Linked DNA regions of Callithrix jacchus: region 2 is linked to region 1. Evidence: chromatin contacts called from public Hi-C data. All regions are on one chromosome and are shown on one strand. The core of a region is the stretch at or near the end of the contact, and the rest is flanking DNA. Distances in the headings are between cores, read along the strand shown.

Region 1 (2,725 bases), core at 33-2,532:
CAATTGGCTTAAAGGTTTGAATCAGAACTGTAGAACAAAGCAGTTTTGGTACTGGTTTCCATCCAAATGTTCTGTTAGTCTGTTTTCTCTCTACCTTCTTAAGACATTTTAATTAGAGAAACAGCAGATTCTTACCCAGAGAGACCAGGTTTCCATAATTCTCCATCATGACATCTTTATACAGGCTTCTCTGAGCTGGGTCCAGATAATCCCACTCCTCCTGGGTAAAAAACACAGCCACATCCTCAAATGTCAGCAACCCCTGAAATAGTATGATTTCTGCAGTCAGTTCTTGTCTCAAGGACAATTCTACCACTGAAAGTGGCAGAGGCAATCACTTATCAGGGCCAAGTAGGCCAGGAGGAACATGATAACTGAAAGTTCCATATGGTGCCCAATTCTGGGAACGAACTGCAACTGACAGGCATCTCAGATTAGAAAGGACCTAAGGATAAGGCTTTTCTCATTTAATAATTATGCCCTAACAGTTTAATGTTAGTGAACTGCCCCAAGGCATCTCCAAGCTTCCCTCATCTCACTGCCTGCTACAATTCTCCATTTGCACTAGCTTGTGACTCTATGCAATTCCTTGAGGTTCTCTAAGCGAATTCCTTGGGTCCAGGCACTGTGCCAGGAACAGAAGACACAAGGGAAGGTCAAAAATGGTGCTTCACCTGAAGAACTCACAAATGAGAGAGCTAGCCTGAAGCATTACTTATTTTCTCAAGCCGATTTATAAAGCCTCTCTAGAAAAAGGAAAAAAAAAAGGAGCCAGTGGGCAGTTTGTTCACGAACCGCACCCCAACTCACTAGTGGGGAGTTCCTTGCAAGGCGCTGGCCCTTAAGAGGCAGTCAGGAGGTTGGTGGGGAGCCTGGGGGAGAAAGCAATGGTGCGGCCTTGCTAGGGTAGTGGCGAGACAACGGGGATCCCGGGGGGTGCTTACTTACCTTTGGCTCCGGCGGGGGACTCGGGGAAGCCATCTCCCGGCCAGAGAATAAGGGCAGGAATTGGGGGCGGCTGCACGGAAAGGAGCCTCTGGTGAGGCCTAGCCGGCTGCTGGAAATTAGGCCGGACGAAGACGAGGATCCCTGGCTGGGTCTGGCCAGTGACTGCCTCAGCCCCCAGGCGGTCACGACCCCAGTAGCATATTAGACCCGATCCCTGGCTGTCCCCCAACCCCGAACCCCAACCCCCACTCCTGTCTTGTTGCGCAGCCTTTCAGGCCTCGCAAGAGCCTCCTCCCTGCTGCCAGTCCTCCTCCTTTCAGCCAAGTAGCGCTCTGACCGCCCGCCCCCGGACCAGAAGGCGTCACCCGGATCATTCCCGGGACGCCCCTCAACTACAACTCCCGTCATGCTCCGAAAGAGCGCCGCGACCCAGGCGCCGCCGGCAATAGCTACCGGACTACATTTCCCAGAGTGCAAAGGGCGAGGGAGCCTACCGGAAAAAGAAAACGCTTGCCACTGAGCTTGCATCCGATTGGCTGTCTGGGCGCGTCACTGTTGGCTGAGGGCAGCTCTCAGGTCAGCGGATCTCAGCGAAGATGGCCGCGCGATATGTGTCTGGCATTGCCGGAAGAGTCTTCCTGTGGAAAGTCTCAGGGGCACCACGTAGAGAATTTTGGTCTCGATCCAGGTAAAGCTGAAGGGTGGACGGTGGGTCACGTTCAAGGAAAGTTAAGAGGGACGAGTTCAAAAAGAGTGTTACGCCTTCGTGGTCCCGCGCCTGATCAGAGCAAGGACAAAAAGGTCCCGTTAGGGTCCCGAGTTGAGAAGCACTCATTGAGTGGTGGGACCCAATCTCTTCCCCTCTCGGCCTTAGTTTTCTCATCTTATAACGGAAATACCACCCCCTTTCCCTTTCACTTCACTCATTCATTTATTAAGCAAACAGGATTAACCTCATGTGCGAGGCACCCAGTGTGTTGTCTGCAAACACAAAGCGCCTGATAGGCCGGGCGTGGTGGCTCACTCCTGTAATCCCAGCAGTGTGGGAGGCCGAGGCGGGAGGATCACCTGAGGCCAGGAGTTTGAGACCAGCCTGGACAACTTGGCGAAACCCCGTCTCTACTAAAAATACAAAAATTAGCCGGGCGTAGGAATACACACGCCTGTAATCCCAGCTACTCGGGAGGCTGAGGCAGGAGAATCGCATGAACCTGCGAGGCAGAGGTTGCAGTGAGCTGAGATTGCGCCATTGCACTCCAGCCGGGGCACGAGTGAAACTACGTCTCAAACTAAAAAAGAAAGAGAGAAAGAAAGAAAGAAAGAGAAAGCGCTTGGTAAACTAAACTCATTGTTTGCCGCCTGTGTTTCTTCATAAGCAAGGTTCAGAAATGTAGTACGGCCTCCTCATTTTGTGTGTTCATTCACGGAGTCATTCAGGAGATTTCTCAGGGCCAGCATTACTGTAAGCGCCTAGGATACAGCAGGAAAAACAAAATCGCTTCTCATCCTCGAGGTACTCCAAAATATGAGGAAACGGAGGCCCACAGGAGGGAAGTGTTTTTCCCAAAGTCACAAAGCAAGTTAATTGCAAATCTGGATCTAGAACATATGTCTCCTAACTCCCCATCTGTTGCTTTTTCCGCTGCACGGCTGCACCATGTGTAGTTGTTTGAAGGTAAATCTAATTTAACTTACATACTGTTTAGGAAATCAAAACGTATGGTAGGAACTGTAGGGAACAATGTATGCGCTCTTAGGTTTCAAACAAAAACTACAA
Region 2 (2,881 bases), core at 253-2,752, 160 kb before region 1:
GTACTCAACGGATTTTTGTTAAACAATGAATAAATGCCAACCATTTATTGGAAGCTAGATATTTTCACAGGTACAATGCTAAGCACTTTATATACATTATCTCATGTAAACCTCTCAACAAACCTGAGGGAAATACCACTGTTCCCAATATATAGATGAGAACATTGAGGCACAGAGGAGTGAATCTGTCATAGCCAGTAAATAGATTATACCCCAGCACTGAGCCAGTGATAGAGAACTGAATTCGATTCAGGTTGGTTATAATCCTGATTTCCAATATTAGAGTATCAGACTCCCAGTCTATCTCTCAGGAAATGAAACGACCCTCCCAAGCTTCCTTTCTGTGCTATATCCATCTCTCATACTACCCCGCCTCAAAAATAGACTTTCCAACATTTCTAACAACAAATTCCTTGAGTGAAGGATCCACACCTCATTCTTACTTCATTGTCATCTACAGCGTTGGCATCACGTCAGAATCATTCTTCAGTAAATGTTGGCTGAAAGAGTAGAGGATGAATGGAGGCTCCGGTGGGTATCTGTAAGGTTCTAAAGGAAATTAATATCTAGTATCAATTTTACTTACACAAGAAGAAATCATATGAGCAGCTACTGGCCTTAATGCTTTATCTCGTGCCCTCTGAACAGACCCTTTAGAGCAGGTATTGGCAAATCAGGTAGTATATTTTAAGCTTTGTGGGTCATAAAGTCTCTGTCACAACTATTTAACTCTTATCATTCTTGCATGGCAGCAGCCATGGACAATATGTAAATGATGACCCTGTTGCAATAAAACTTTGTTTATGATCACCAAATTTTGAATTCATATAATTTTCATATGCCTGAAATAGTCTTCCACTTTTAAACCATGAAATACTGCAAAAACTGTTCTTAGCTTGTGAGCTGTACAAGAACAGGCAGCAAGCTGTAGTTGCTAACCTGTGGCTTAGACAGGCAAACATAGGATCAGAAGCACTGAATAAGGCCGTAAAACTGTGTGGTAGAAACCCATACAGAAGGGAAAGTCCAGGGTGGAACGTAAGAGGCTGTTACTTTTCTTTTAACGTCCCCGTTTTTCCTCCCTCGGATCATTCCATATCTTTTTCCTGTAAGCTTTGCCGGGATTATTCTCAATCAATGTGCCTATCTTCTCATACCTCCAGCGTTCTCTCTCTCGTGGCCATTTGCATTAAAATTAAGGGTTTGGGGAAGACTGAAAAACAGTCAAGACCCAAAGTAATAGCTTTCTCATGAGGCGTTTACACGCATTGAGAGATATCGTTCCATCGGTGTGAATACGTCTCTATGTACCCACCTGATGAAATATAATACTGGCTTCTATACCCCTCACAAAAGAAGCAGGCTTCCTGTTTGCGTGACTTGGGGGCGACTCCTGCTTTTCCCTGGCTGCCCATTAGTTGGCGCCTTTTGCCGTCCTTTTTCCCCAAGCCGGCTTTGGGGGCCGCGGTCGCTCGGCAGCTCGCGGGTCACATGGCCCGCCAGAGCGAGGGGAGCCCTGCGCCAAAGCTGCTCGGCTGGAGGAGGAGGCGAGGCTCCGGCGCGCACCCAAACCGCGCTGCGCCCGCTCCTTCCGGGCCCCGGCGATGGCGCCTCCACCGGGCTGAGCCAGCCAGCCTGGGCGACACCTGAGGCGGCCCTCGGCGCGCGCAGGGGACCGAGCTGACCGCCCAACCGGGTAGGTTTCCGCTGCGCACCATCTGCCCAGCCCTTTTTGGCACGGTGGTCGGAACCCTGGAGAGACACCAGAGCCAGGGGACAAGGATTAGGGGTGGCCACAGCTGGCACAAGGAGGGCGGCTGGGGGTTGGGGAGAGGCATCGCAGAGGGCCTTTGCCTCGGGCCGTGCGCCTCGGGCAGGCGGGCTGCCTAGCGGCCCTGCCCGCAGCTCCGACCGCCTCCTGCCAGAGGAATGCTAGGACCCCGAAGGGCGTTCCTCGCGCGGCCGGGGCCCGAGTCAGTGCCGGGATGGAGGAGTGTCGCGGGGGCGCCTCCCTGGCACTCGACCGCGCCTGCTGCACTGACAGGTCAACAGAAAGACGCTAGCGGGGCGCGTGCCAGCCTGGGTAAGACCCTCGCCGAGCCTAGCAGGGCCGAAGCGCCAAGGGGCCTGGCGCCTAATGGCCGCCCGCAATCAGGGGACCCTCGCGGCGCGTCCACACCTTGGGTGAGCCGAGAGAGCCGAGAGCGCGGCCGCGGTGTTGGGTTTCTGCGGGCGACCTCGCAACCAAGGGCTGGGGGTGAGCGACTGGGCAGGGGAGGGCGTCCCTCCCGGCACCAGGAAAAACCAGCAGAAGAGAAGGAGTGCAACGATGAAGACTGGCAGCTCGGCCTACGGGTGGGAAACTGAGGCTCAATTGTGGCAGGGACTGCCCAAGGTCAGCGACAGACTCTAGATTCATGGCCCTGGACATCGTCCCCCATTCTTTTTCCAAGAGGGAGGGTTAAATTAGGTCTACCTGGGCGTGTCTCGCCCTCTTCCTGGCCCTTGGCTCGGGCGTCGCCTGTGCCGCACTGCGCTCGCAGTGCCTTGGGGCGTGAGCTAGTGCAGGGTCGTTGTGACCCGCATCCCTCGCTCGGCCCACGCTCTCTCCCGGCAACCACAGGGCGGCTCCAATGATGATCTCACCATGCGGACCATTAGCAACACATGCAGGTGTGTGTCTGTGTGCATGTGTGTGCTTCTCCAAGAAAACTAATCCTTCTAAGGAGAAATAGTTTTTTTAAAGGGGTGGATTTCTAGAATTCACTGCACTGCATACTTTATGAGAAGAGAAGAGAAAACTAACATTATTAGAATTATTAGAATGTTGTAAGGATAACGCTTATTAGAAAACATCCAAGAAACAAAAATCCAAAGGAGA

The links. A called contact is a pair of places that touch in the nucleus more often than the background predicts.
Region 2: a Hi-C map of skeletal muscle shows a contact between it and region 1, with 2.9 times the contacts expected there. The contact joins the promoter of PGAP4 here to the promoter of ZNF189 in region 1. A contact is called at or near these places in 2 of 3 Hi-C or Micro-C datasets (both in skeletal muscle).

What each region holds. Positions count from the first base shown.
Region 1 is chr1:149,554,698-149,557,422 of calJac240_pri, reverse strand. ZNF189 (zinc finger protein 189) reads right to left here and starts at 1,282. Exons shown (of 3, transcript XM_009000388.5): 1 at 949-1,282; 2 at 136-217. The coding sequence starts at 981. It overlaps MRPL50 (mitochondrial ribosomal protein L50), which reads left to right and starts at 1,528. Exons shown (of 2, transcript XM_002743160.7): 1 at 1,528-1,636. The coding sequence starts at 1,545.
Region 2 is chr1:149,715,834-149,718,714 of calJac240_pri, reverse strand. PGAP4 (post-GPI attachment to proteins GalNAc transferase 4) reads left to right here and starts at 1,502. Exons shown (of 3, transcript XM_017975110.4): 1 at 1,502-1,696. RNF20 (ring finger protein 20) reads right to left here and starts at 2,549. Exons shown (of 22, transcript XM_078373533.1): 1 at 2,180-2,549; 2 at 433-549. The coding sequence starts at 437.